Linked DNA regions of Gossypium arboreum: region 1 is linked to region 2. The links are chromatin contacts, called in public Hi-C maps. All regions are on one chromosome and are shown on one strand. Each heading gives the region's core, a stretch centred on a gene start, on an enhancer-like site or on the middle of the called end of the contact. The rest is flanking DNA. Distances are from core to core; before and after follow the strand shown.

What was found. A called contact is a pair of places that touch in the nucleus more often than the background predicts.
Region 1: a Hi-C map of leaf shows a contact between it and region 2, with 4 times the contacts expected there. The contact joins the promoter of LOC108476783 here to the promoter of LOC108477415 in region 2. A contact is called at or near these places in 3 of 5 Hi-C or Micro-C datasets (all in leaf).

The regions. Positions count from the first base shown.
Region 1 is chr12:12,841,437-12,848,360 of ASM2569848v2, forward strand. It overlaps LOC108476783 (leucine-rich repeat extensin-like protein 3), which reads left to right and starts at 4,023. Exons shown (of 1, transcript XM_017779112.2): 1 at 4,023-4,830. The coding sequence starts at 4,244. The coding sequence ends at 4,546.
Region 2 is chr12:12,675,195-12,682,260 of ASM2569848v2, forward strand. LOC108477415 (MADS-box protein FLOWERING LOCUS C-like) reads left to right here and starts at 1,654. Exons shown (of 2, transcript XM_017779955.2): 1 at 1,654-1,895; 2 at 2,010-3,388. The coding sequence starts at 2,028. The coding sequence ends at 2,789. LOC108477889 (protein TRIGALACTOSYLDIACYLGLYCEROL 5, chloroplastic) reads right to left here and starts at 3,521. Exons shown (of 1, transcript XM_017780362.1): 1 at 3,141-3,521. The coding sequence starts at 3,521. The coding sequence ends at 3,141.

The sequences.
Region 1 (6,924 bases), core at 2,773-5,272, 170 kb after region 2:
CATAACATCTTTCATCTATGGTCTTACACCGTATACCTTATACTTGTACCATGCTGCTATGACATCTTTCATCCATGGTCTTACGTTACGTACCTCATACTAGATTGTAATAGCATATTTCATTTATGATCTTACACCATATATCGTTATCACAGTGTCGCCCCGAAGGACTGTTCAATACTGCCGTCGTGGTAAACACCTTTCTATGGTTCTTATTTCTCAAATTCTCCTCCCATTACCTCCTTTATACCACCTAACAATGATGCTCGAACACCGCAGTGTTCCCTTCACAATGCCCCGAGCTTTGCCCATGGAGGTATCTAAAAGGTTCACTCCCCATTTCCTATCCTAATTTCACCTATCCCATTGAGGCTTTTCCCACAATTATGCAATGCATGCACATATATCATATTTCATGTTGATTTCACTTCTCGGGGCTTCGAGAATTACCTACACATGCGCACAAAACAAACAACCGTACGTTTAGTGATAAAGCTCGGTGGTACTTTCATGATTCTAGGTAATATAAAATAAAGTAACATTTATAACATGCTATGATATTTATAATCTCAATGCCTACTAATACATATTCATATTGTAAGATAAGTATATAATTAATTATATATAAAGGTATACAATTATCAATGCAAACTAATTTAACTATCATAGAAAAGAATGATCAAATTCAATTACATATATCAAAAGCTATCTTAAGGCCTTTAGTTATCTACACCAATTAACAATTTAAAACATTCAAAAACCATTCATTATGAAATTCAATATCAAGTTCATTTCACATAAAAAATTCGTTTAACAAATCGCCCGCACCTCTTTGAGGAGTCTATTAACTCATTCATATTCATTTCAATATTATATTCTATTATTAATCAATTTAATTACCTTTTTAAGTTTTCCAATTTCAAATATAATGTTACATCTGATGGAACCCTAGTAAAACGGACTCGAATACATGAGTAAACTGCATCACACCAGATAGCTCGTATGAGCTTAAACTACAACACACTACGGCACAGAAGTGCAAAGTCTGAAGGAATCAAATGCGTAGTCATATGCTAATACACCCCTCCACCATACCATATTATACTCTATGATCCACTACAAATGCTAGATCCCAGTATAACCTGTAATGGTCTCCGTACAAACACATATCACATATAAGCGCGCATAAAAATCTATTGTCATGCCAATTGTATCCTAACATTTTTACTAAGTTTACGCGGGGCTCAATTATATATGTATTTTTTTTCATACATGTAATCATCTTACTCGCATATTCATACCTTGTATTCGGTCACATATGCATTTTTGTACCCTATACACTGTTCTATCACATATCAATTATTTTACAATTTAGTACATATATCGTTTCTCATTCGAATTCACAATCACAACCCCATTTCAAAATCAAACACACATATTTCATATTATAAGATATATTTCAATATAATTTTCACATCACATATCATAATTCGAATATCTCATATCATTTCCCATTTATTCATTTTAGTCTTCTATCTCGATGTTTTATATCAAATTCAATCGAAAAAATCCATATTATAATAATAGACTCACCTCAATGATTCAACAATCAATAAACATGCAAATAAAATCAAACAATTCTATCTCGAATGATAAAAGTACAACCCAAAGTTTCGAACGTCACTCTTCGACGAATTTTGCTTTTCTTTTCCCTCTCGGCTATTCGATATTGTCGTTAGCTACGGATAATTATAAAACATATCATACAATCAATTTCAAGCCAAATCAGAATCAAATAAGAAATCACAAAGACTTTGTAATTTATTCAATTTAGCCCCAAAAATTGGGACAAGCATAACTTTCAATTTAGGGCTTTGGATTAAAATTCGATTTCACCAAAACTCATTAGAGAGCCTCTATTTTCTATTCTTACCAACAATTCATGACAATTTTTCATTTTATCTAATTTGGTCCATAATGTACGAAACTAACAATTAAACTTTACAATCTAGTCCTTTTTATAAATTAAGCTTAACTTCTAACAACTTCACACCAATTTCATCTATTTCTCAACAATGGAAACTTTAAAAAACTTTAAAAATTTTACAAATTGATACATGAGCTAGCTAAATCAAGCTCCCATGACCTTAAATTTACAAAAAATTACAAGAAGAGGACTTGATTGCATACTAATTTGTAGCCGAAAGCTTGACGAAACTTATGGTTTTCTTCTTCTTTTTTTCCTTGGTTTAATGGTGGAAGAAGTTGAATTAATGTTCATCTTTCCTTCCACCAAGCTATACGTTTAATTATAATAATTTTAATTACTAATCGTATTTAATGAGAAACCAATACCATCGTCCACTAATACTTGGTTAAGAATGGTTTATTAATCATTTTGGCCTCTTTGGGTAATTGTAATTTAAGTTTTCAAGCCTTTTTCTAATTAAAAATAGATAGCAATTAGAATTTTACAATTTAGTCACTAAGCCTTAATTAAACATAAGTTTGGCTAAATTGACTATCCAAATTTTAATTCATCTATCGGGTCGTTACAATCATCTTTTCCATTTTTTATGAAAGTCGCCTTTTGATGTAATTCAAATGATAGAAAAGAGGCTAAACTTGTTTTTTGAAGGCCCTTGAAATGGGATCATCCTTCCATCTATGATCAAGTCTAGATGACCCTTGGGAAGATCTAATTCGATTGCGCTCACAAAGGAGATAAAACCTATTTTCAAAATCAAGTCTCGTCAACCCTTGAAGCAAACTCAACCATCTAAGTTCAAGTCTCAAAAACCCTTGGATTGAAACTCTCTCCAAATCTATTTTCAAAATCAAGTCTCGATGAATCTTGAAACATACACCATTAATTCAAGATCAAGTCTCAAAGACACTTGAATCCAATTAAATCAAATTCTCAAGCAAGCACTCTCCAGATCAAGTTTCAACTATCCTTGAAGCGACTAGTATCCTTTTTAATATCAAGTGTAAATGACCCTTGGGTTAAAAATCAACCAAAGAGAAAAATCAAATGAGTTTTCTTTGTAATTGGAAAATCCAAAAATTATATTTCTTTTCAAAGTTTATAAATAAAATTTAACTCCAAGTTTTGTATGTACAATTAGTATAGATTGCAAACTCATACTTTCAAAATAATTGTTTGTATTTAATATGCTAGGAGTTTTTAAATTTAAAATTTAGTCCTTATACTTTAAATTAAAAAAGTAAAATTTGTGCTTTTTTTTAATTTAAAAATCTTGGTCATGTTAACTTCCATCCAAATTTGATCCAATTTTGGCCATAGTTGTTCGCATATTATAAAAAGTGGCAAAATAACCTTTTTTAGTATTCATTAAAAATTTTATCTTTTAATAAAAATTGCAATTTTTTAAGATACAAAATTATTAAAAATAAAAAAACTCTTTAAAATTCATAAATTAAGAATAAAAATATCTTAAAATTATAAAAATATAAAAAATTAAAAAAATTATTTACTCCTTAAATGCATTTGTTTGGATCGTATTAAATAAGATTTGAATAAATATTTCCTAATTTAAATCAATTCCGATTAAATTTAAATACACTATACAATTTTTCCCGTTTAAAATACAGTATTTAAAAATTTAAGATTTAATTATAATATATAAAATTTGTATAAATAAAATTAAAAAAAAGACGGTGCAGTTTTGCTGATGCTTTTTAATGATGGTATGATTGTTTGATCTACTTGCCTTCAAAACTTTTACCTTTCAAGAGGTATGGGTAGAATTAGTGAAACCATGATGATGAATGTTACATAAGTTTGTACTTAAATTTCAAACAGCCATGATGCTGCCAGGAAAATGTTTTTGATTGTATGATATAAAAAGACAAAATTTAAAAGGTGTTTGGTAGGTAAGCAAGATGGGCAAAATTTTATAAAGTCAATCAATTCATCTAGCTTTCTCTTAATATAAAAAGTAGAGAAAATTTAGAGATTATAGATCCGTGTTTGTTTTGAAATGTTAAATATAAAATTGGTTGGAAAACAAAACCTCTATCCTTGGAAAATATCTGGAACACTTGCACACCTGTAATTCACCCTTTCATTTCTTTGTGGCTAAGTAATTTCCTTTCCCCTCCGTCAGTCATCCAACTATCAGTCTCAAATCATTTTATTACATCTCTACTCTCCATTTATATATATATATATATATATCACCAAATCCCCTTATCTCTAAAATCTAAATCCTGCCAATTGATGGAGTTTCGTAGGCACCCGCCCTCCCCACCACCTCCAGACCCTTTTGCACCACCACCACCACCACCGCCATCACGACAAGATCCTTTTGCACCACCACCACCGCACTTATATGGTGCACCCCCACCACCTCCGCCTTACTATGCTGCACCTCCTCCTCCCGCACCCCCTCATCATCACCATCCACCGGGTCCACCGCCACCGCCTCATGCTTTTTCACCACCTCCTGGACCTCCTCCACCACCTTATTTTGATCCATATAGACCACCACCGCCTTGGAATCGCCCTCCTCCACCATACTAGCTAGCTATAAATAATTGCCTTGGGAGTTTTATATTTCAGCAGTGTACGAGCTTTATCTCCCCATGAGGCAATTAAAGGTTATGTAGGTTTTTTTTACCCTTCTTCCTTTTCCCCCCTCTGTCTGTAATTTTCCTTGTTTTTAATAGCCTTAAGAAATTTATTTCTAATTATATATGTGCTGCCTTGAGGAAAGACGATGCTATTATGTTTTTCGCCCCCAAAAAACCGGTAGTAGATTGGATAACAAATTATGCAGTAAAATAGATAATGTTCAACAATAAGAAGATCCAATTGAGCAGGTGGAAGAGCCCATTTTTTATGCATTTCCAGTACAATCATTTGTTTGCCTCTGCTTCACTCGTATTGTGGTTTTCTCAAGGTACAAATCTTGATAAAGTTGATAAAATCAACAAGTTTAGAATTAACAAAAATAGATTAAGATGATATATGAAACCAAATGGAACTGTGGAAAATAGAGTAGGCTGTCCAATTGAATCCATGAAGAGATCTTCAATGAATTCAATTGAAGACTATAGTCAATCATCTAAGATAAATTCTTGGCAAATTAAAGTTAGAACATTAGCTTGAATAATTGATAAGAATCAAACCAACATAGTTAAGCGTTTAAGCGTGACAAGAAAGTGGGTACCTTTTTACAGTATGTAAACATAACATAGATGAGTTGTTTATGAATTCGATTTTCTTATTTATCCGGAGTCTACCTTAGTGATAAATATTTATCCTGTTTAATAACTACAGCAAGTGATTTAATTTATCAGATCACGCTGACAATTTTTCGCACCTTTTATCTTGAAGAGTGGATGCTGTTACTATTGAATTGACTCCTTGTGAATTTAATAAGTAAAATAATCATATAAAAAGTTTTACTATTAATATGTACTTATATAATAATATTTCTTACAAGAACAAATTAAAAGCTTAAGTTTCTCAGTACATTAGCATATCTCTCAATTAAATAGATTATTTTGAGATTTACTAACATAAAAATCTATCAAATCCCACTAAAACAAAAAATAAGATAAGCTAAAAATAAATTAATAACAAGTAATGCAAATATTGACTTTAGGCAGTTAAGTAATCAAAGTTTTAGTCCAATTCAATATTCACATTTTAAGGGATTAGATGGGTTGATTCAATTCCATCTTTAAAATGTATTTTTTAAGTGATTTTTTAATTGATGGATTAAATATTGTTCAATAAATTGTTAATACTTTAGATAAGGAAATTGTCTTTACACACAATTTTGGTGGTGGTTAGGGAGTGTGCACTCTTTTGGCACTTGATTGCTATTTCTATTTCTATATTTCTCAATAACTTCTCATTTTTGACAAATTGTTGACCAAAGTTATATCATCAGGTGACCTCAACTCCCATTATCACTTTCTCATTAACTCAATAAAAACTTAGTTGTAGCAAAGAAACAAAAGATGGTAAAAAAATCATGTAAAAAGAGTTCATAAATGAATATAGTCTAAAGTCAACATCTTTATTATTAAGTTATTGTTGGATCTAGTGCTTTAAGTGTGATATATTTGTTAGTGAATTTGTATTTTTGTTAAACAGATTGGTTAATAAAATAATTCATGGATTATATTAATATAATTTGTATAATTGTTTTCATGTGATTTTTTGTGCATTAAAAAAAAAAAGAAATATTGGCTCACTGGTTGTTTAATATTTAAACTAATACTAAATGCTATTACATGGTTGAATCATAATACCTTAAGATAAATTATATTAATAGACGAACCTAAACATGTTCTTAGTTTAATTGGAAATGAGTAAATTGATTGAAAAATTAATATGCTGCTTATCAAGTTCAATTAGGAAGATGTATTGTCTTGGACAACGGTTCGGATGACTTTCAGAAAATAGAGACATATATGTGATTGACAGTACATCGGATTGGATCCCAGAAAAATAGATCTTGAATCTGTTTACGGATTTATTCACTTGTAACATTCAAAGTGTGACATACTTGAATCTTGAGTAGATGACGGATTACATATGCGTGACTCGTATACTTTGATATAAGTAAAAGTCTAAGTTCAAATAGATAAAGAATCGAAAGTTGGTGCGTTGGTTATACTACTTCTGTAGTATGTAGTGTCATTCATAACATTGTGTCATTCACAACATTGTAAGTCATAGCTTGAGATATAGATAAATGATATTTTCTCATTAGCATTACATGGTTAATAAAAAGTAAATGTAGCCACGGATCGTTCGTCTTTGTGATGAATGAATTGATTACTTTTTTATAGTAATTGGCTTTATATGAAAGAAGATATAATAGTTACCATGAGATAAAATATGATCATATTGGAAGAACAAATTTATTCCAAAGAGATTATGGA
Region 2 (7,066 bases), core at 404-2,903:
AGAGCACATAACCATATATACAAAAATTTAATTACTATCGAGTTCCACAATCAAACATTTAGATTTTTGGGGTGTTATACATTCAACTAAAGAAACCCCTACTTTTAATTTAGTTTATTCATATAAGCCATTATATGTATACAGAATTTATATGCATGAGAACGAGAGGCCATTTTCTCATAGGGAAACCATTTTTACAAAAAAAAAAAAAAGAATTTTGGTTAACCATTACAAAGCTAATGGAAGCACCAAATTTGATTGCTTTTAATTCAATAAAATACCTAAGCATGTTTAGGTCTTAGGATTGATTATGAAGAAACATACTATAGGCTATCAAAGTTTATTGTTTGGCCATTGCTTGCAGCTCTTTGCTAGTAAATAACTACCATATCTCTAGCTCTAATCCTTAGTTCCAACTAGGTATGGTCATTTTCATTTTAATGTTCTGCTACATATGGTTTAAAGAAAGAGTCATAACAAGAGTGATCAAAATGAATGAATTATGTAATGTGGGTGGCTAAATTGTAAACCTTTTATTTTGGGTGTCTAAAATGAAATTTTTTTATAGTTATGTCACAGTTTGTATAGTTACCCTATTTATTAAAACTATATTATTGTAAACTCAAAATGTGGTTGAAAAATAGAATTATTAATAAATATATCAATAAAAAATAATATAAATAACAAAGAATTTGGTTGAACGGTAAAAAACAAATGTTGGAAGTTGTAAATACTTGGGTTTAAGTCTTATAATGTGTTTATTTTTTCTATTTTCTATGTGAAAGATATAAAATGATAAAATATTCTCAAAATGATATAATTTACTTTATAAAATAAGAATACTTTTTTCATAACTCAAAAGAGTTAGTGCTTAATTAACCGACATCAACGTGTCATGCTTTATATAGAGTATAAATTGTTTTTTTTACATAATGCCTAATTTTACCTATAATCCCTTCTAAACTAATGCACAAATGTCATGTCTGCAGAACAATATAAAAAAAAAGAAAAAGAAAAGAGAAAGACAAACTAATAGTAACTACAACATTGTAATAATTCATAAAGAAATTAGGATGCATCAACTTGATCAAATCGGTGAAATTTGCACTCTAACCCCCACCATCATCAAATTAACTTGACGATGAATACCTATTAACCAAAAATCAACTACCAAAATCTCTAAGAGACCCACCGTATTAATAATGCACAAAAGGCCAAGTCTTAGTTAGTTTATCCTTCTCATCATCTCAAATCTATTACAATCACTATAATTTATCGTTATGAAACTCATTGAGAATTGTTACTAATAAATCTGATGGCATTTTTATATTATAAAATAACATATATATGCTAAAATATACTAGAAACTAAAAACTAAAAATAAAATTACATCAACTTTTAAAGAAAACAAAGTAGAAAAACAAAAATCATTAAACATAGATTTGAGATAAATGTAGATTAAAATTAAAAACAAAATAAAAATACTAAAAATAACTAACAATCAACCCAAAAGCTGACAATGATATCAAAGAAAAGATTTAGTTTTACAAATTCTTAAAAGACTCATAATTATTTTTTTATTATAGTAATTTTTATTTGACATTATTCTTAATCTATATAATTGCATCGATATCTTTAAGCTATGATATCAAGGTCTTGTTTTGACCAGAAATATATATAAAAACTCAGGAGAACTATATTAGTATAAATAGAGATATAGATCCTAATAAATTTGCAAATCGAAAACAAGTTTCCTCAAAAGATTTCCTTCATAAATTGCCGACCTACTCTCATCTCTCTACAGACAACCCCGCCGCAAGAGATACCTCTCACAAGCCCTCTGTCCCACCCTCCTAAGCGCTCTCTTGCATTCAAGTTTCCGACAGGAAAGCAAAGTAAGCTAATTTTTTTATTTTCTGTTTCCGACCTTACTGATTGTTAGTCTCTCTTTGTTACATTGTCAGTAAATTATAAAGCTTTATTTATATATGTATCTGTGTGCAATTCAGTTTATCATATCAGAACAGATGGGCAAACGTAGGACGGAGATGAAGCTGATAGAGAATGAGAAGGCTCGTAAGAGAGTTTTCGAAAAGAGAAGGACTAATTTGTTAAAGAAGGCCAAGGAGTTATCAATTCTTTGTGATATCAAGCTACTGCTCATCATCTATGAACATGGTAAAGTAAAAGCTGAGATTTGGCCCCATAATAATGTGGAAGCTGAACAAATCATCGAGTGGTTCAAGCAGCGGCGTATTGACAAAACAGCTTGTGATTCTTCCGCAAGTAAGAGGAGAAGATTTGGTGACAAATTTGATATATTGGATCACAAGAATATGGTCAATCACTACTCCGAGAATCAACTTCGAAACTTGATTTTCGAATTGGATGCAAAGATTGCTGCTGTTATGAACGTAATTCAATCAAAACTGGTTCTTAAGGGAGGAGCTGGATCACCAAAGAACAAGGGGAAGGGAAAGGAAGCTGTTATCTACCAAGAACCGATTAAAACCCCACAACACCAGAGTTTTCAGACATATTGGCCAAAGAAAAATTTTATTAGCTATCCTGAGTTTGAAAATAGTAGTAGTATTCCGTATGTTCCATTGCCGGTTCATTATGTTGATCCATCTTCGATACAATCACCTTACAAGGATGCTAATTCCTCGATGGGTTACTACGACCCTAACGTTCACCCTGTTCTTCCATGCATTTATTATCCAAAGATGCCTGGTTTTCCCCCTCAGATGAATGCTTCAGACTTGGGTTTCTTTCCTCCTTTCAATTGATTTTTTTTTCCTTCCCTTTTTTAGGATTTCTGGAAATACATTATAGTATTGATATTCTTGGATAAGTGCTGTTTTGTTTTCATTGGTTATGACTATTATAGGGTCTAGTTGCTTCTGTTTGAAAGTATTATATAGATGAAAAACATATTATGAAACTCAGTGACATTGGCTCTGACATTATTTTATTTTAAAGGAGTAAACTCTGTTATGTTGACAATATATCAAACACCTGGTCTGCATGCAACTCTCACAAAAAAGAAGAAGAAAAGAACACGAGAACACTTGTTGAAAACCAGTACAAATCCATTCAGTACTCAACACAATTGAAACATAGCAACATTGTTCGGCTTCCTAAGAAATCAAAAATTTTCTGTTGGAATCGGAACTATCTTTAGACAAGTTGGACTCCAAAGATTCTAAACTAAAACCATAACCAATACCCTGTCCAAATCCGAACCCAAACCCAATACCACAACCAGCTCCAACCCCAAACGCAAGCCTCAAATGGTTCCAAGGCCACCCACCATACCCAATTCCCCCAACCAAGCCGAAACCAACTCCAACGCCACAACCGATCCCAGCACCGCCGCCTGGGCCTAGTACGTTCTCCTCCACTTTCTGGCGGCTTTCACGGAGGAATTCTGACACTGGAAATTGCTTGTCTTTCTTTTTCCTCTTCATGTTTCCTTTCCATTTCCACAAGGAATTTGCGTCTTTGGATCTGGTTTTCATGTGATTGAGCCAAGGGAAGTTAGTGTATAGTGAAAAGGGGATTGGGTTGGGACGTGGGCGACTTGAAATTGAGAACTTTATCAATCGTGGTGTTGGATAATATGAAGGGAAATTATCCTATTTATTACAACTACAGCCTTTTAGGTTACGGACTACAAGTTAACAGAATGACATAAGTAATTATCAAATTTCGTAGTTTTTTTTTTTTTTCAATTTGAATTTCGTCTAAAATTTATTATTTTTTAATATAGCCAATTTGGGTGGCAAATGAGTGGGATTGGGTCCCGCTTTTTTTCTATTTGTTTTGTTTGAGCTTGAATTATTTTGAATTTAGATTTTTTCAAATTCAGGTTTTTCAAGGGTTGGATTTGATAGAAAAATAGAATTTGACATATTTCATTTATAATTTCAATGATATATATACACATTTGAAGCCCAAAACTAACTCTTATATAGCAGCAGTACATCAAAACAGAAAACAAGAGCAAAGAAATTTGAAATCTCCTAAATACCAGGCATGTAGAAGGTTGAAGACCAAGATCATTTAACAGAGAGCAAACCCGATTCATTTCAGCAGAAGTGTTAGCAATAGATCAATATTCAGCCTCTATGGAGGAATGATCAACGGTTCGTTGCTTTTTGGAGCTCTATGAGATGGGATTGCAACCTAAATAGATGATGCAAGCACTAGAGGATGAGAAGTCATTGAAGTTTCTAGCCTAATCAAGATTAGAGAATGCATGCAAGGAAGTAAGATAGTCACGATAGAGCTGGAGACCATGATGAGGAGTGCCACAAAGATATCTAAGTAATCATTTAACAAGGGCCTAGTGTTCAGTGGTTGGTTTGTGCATAAACTGAGACAACTTATAAATCACAAAGGCAATATCAAGGCGCGTAAGTAATAGATATTTAATTAAGTAAAAACGATTAAATTAAAAAAAAATATAAAATTTAATAAATCTTGAATTTTATTGATTTGATAGTCTAATTATTAAATGAAAGGGACTTAAGCAATAATTAGTCCATAAGGTTATTGATGCACGATTATAGGCTTTTAAATTGTTGAGTTATAAGGTTATAATTAAGGTACATTTGTAATTTAGTAAATTCACTAAAAATTAATAAAATAAAAAGAAATTAGCCATCATCTTTTCATGCTCTTCCACCGAAAATCAAAAGAGGAATTCACCATTTTTGGAGCTTCAAATTCGGCCAAACATAAAGCTTTGCATGTAAGTGATTTTGAGTCCGTTTCTTATAATTTTATGTTTTTGAGATCGTTACAACTAGGTCCAGCTGGCCTGTACCTTCGTTTTTGAATCTATTAAAAATTTTGAAAGTTGCCATTGATGAATTTTGGTTGTTTGTGATGATAACTATATGTTTGAAGCTTTGGTTATGATTTTTGATGGTTTTATAAAGTGATTTTAGTTAGTTTTTTATTTAAGGACTTAATTGTTAAAATGTTAAAGTTTTAGGGATTAAAGGTGAATATGAGGTATTTTATGGACTGTTTAGAAGTCTTAGCCATTCAGCTGTAATGTTGGCTTGAGTAAAATGGTTAATTTGATGATTTTCGGGTTAAGGGACTAAATTGTAAAAGTTGTAAAAGTTAGGGGTAATTATGTAATTTAAAAAAGGGTATAAAATGTAAAGTGAATTAGAAGGTGAAAAGTAATAATTGAGAAATTTTACATTCTAGATCAAGACTTTGTTGATATACTTGAAAAAGGAAAAATCATAGATTAGTCCCTAAACTTCTACAACTACTACAATTCAGTCCATGTAAGTTTGTACAGTTTATAACTTAACACTTATATGAAATGTTTGATGATATAATGTGATATAATAGATATATTTGATTATAAATAACACAAAGTTATTGAAATTCAATACTTGGATCGGATTGAACGTGAAATAGAGTACAATCAAGATATAACATGTTATGGGGGATTGGAGTAGAGGTTGTTGTGGAGTGATATATATATTTCCCGAGTAGGCAGAGGTTCAGCATTTGTTGCGAACTCTCATGTTATACTCTCTGTTTTGGCGTGTTTTCGGTTGGACTAGCTATTCGAAGCAATTGGCATGTTATCGGGTGGATTGGCTCTTATGAGCATTTGGCATGTTATCGGGTGGATTAGCTCTTATGATTGTCTGACGTGTTTTCGGTTGGAATATTGATGTACTCATATTTGTATGTAGTTCATCAGATTTATCTGTAATGTAACTTGTTTAGAAATTTTGATGGTTATGATATGTATTTAGGCTTTGAATTAAATTTTGAAATTCACTTAGTTGAGATTGTGGATGATAGGGAACACATATGGTTGTATTATTATTGAATGATTTGTTGTACTTACTTCGGTAAGATTTGTTTTTTTAGTACATTGAACTTACTAAGCTTCAATGACCTTACTTGTGTTAATTTTACTCTTGTAGATACTTTAAAGGTAGGACAGTCAGATCGACACCCAAGTCACACTATGCACTCATTTTCAGTAGTTTTTAGAACGTTCATTTCGGGTTTTATGGCAAGTAATAGGCTTGTGTGTCATTACTATTGTTTTGATATGTAAAATGTTAAAGTATGATCTTAAGCGCAAGTAGTTAACTTAATATGAAAAGTGAACTAAGGAAGATGTGTTAGTGCAAATATATGGTATGTGTTAATGGAATGTTGTGATTGAGGTGCCTTTGTTAGGCATATTGGTTGAGTGTTAGATGATGTGATTTATCATACTTTGAATGATAGTTCTTTTTGTTGTAAAATTGTATATACTTGTGGTATCAATGAGGATACATTAGTTAGACACTTAGGATGATTGATTTAGCATGTTTTTAGCTTGTTTATGTAAGAGCCCAAATTTGACCGGGCTGAAAGCAGAATATAAATAAATAAATATTTATTTAAAATGTCCATTAAAGTCTATTTACAAATAAACAGGCCTCAAAGCCTGATAAGCCCAAAGCTCGTTACACTTGTAACCCAATCAGCCTAAAACCATTTACCCGGTAACTACCCAACAGGCCTAAACTACCCAGCAGACCCACAAACACCCGTGACCCAATTAAACTAGCTAGCCCAAATTCAAAAAGCCCAATCGGCCCAGCTTGTTACACCAAGGCAGGAAACCCTAGGGTTTCGCTTTCTCCTCGCCGCAAAATGAAGCTTCCGTATAGTTTCAACGACGCGCTCGCTGTCTCTCATCAGCGCCGTGATTCGACCTCCGTGATCAGCGCGCAGCAAGGTCATTGCCGGATCCCTCGCTCGATTGCCTGCAAAAAAAGGAAACAAACAGCAGATACGCGAAAAAGCAGAGCAGAAAATGGCAAAAAAATCACAGCACATCAGTCAAAGATACAGAAGACACAAAATAGAAAGAAATCTTAGATTTCTTTCCCCGAATATGTAAGGGACCAAGGCTATAAAGCCTTTCTTTTCACTTGTAAAAAGGACTTACGTTCTGAAAATACAGAGAGAATCAATAAAACTAGAGATTCAGCAGAAAGATTTGTTCTCGCACATATATACACAGCAA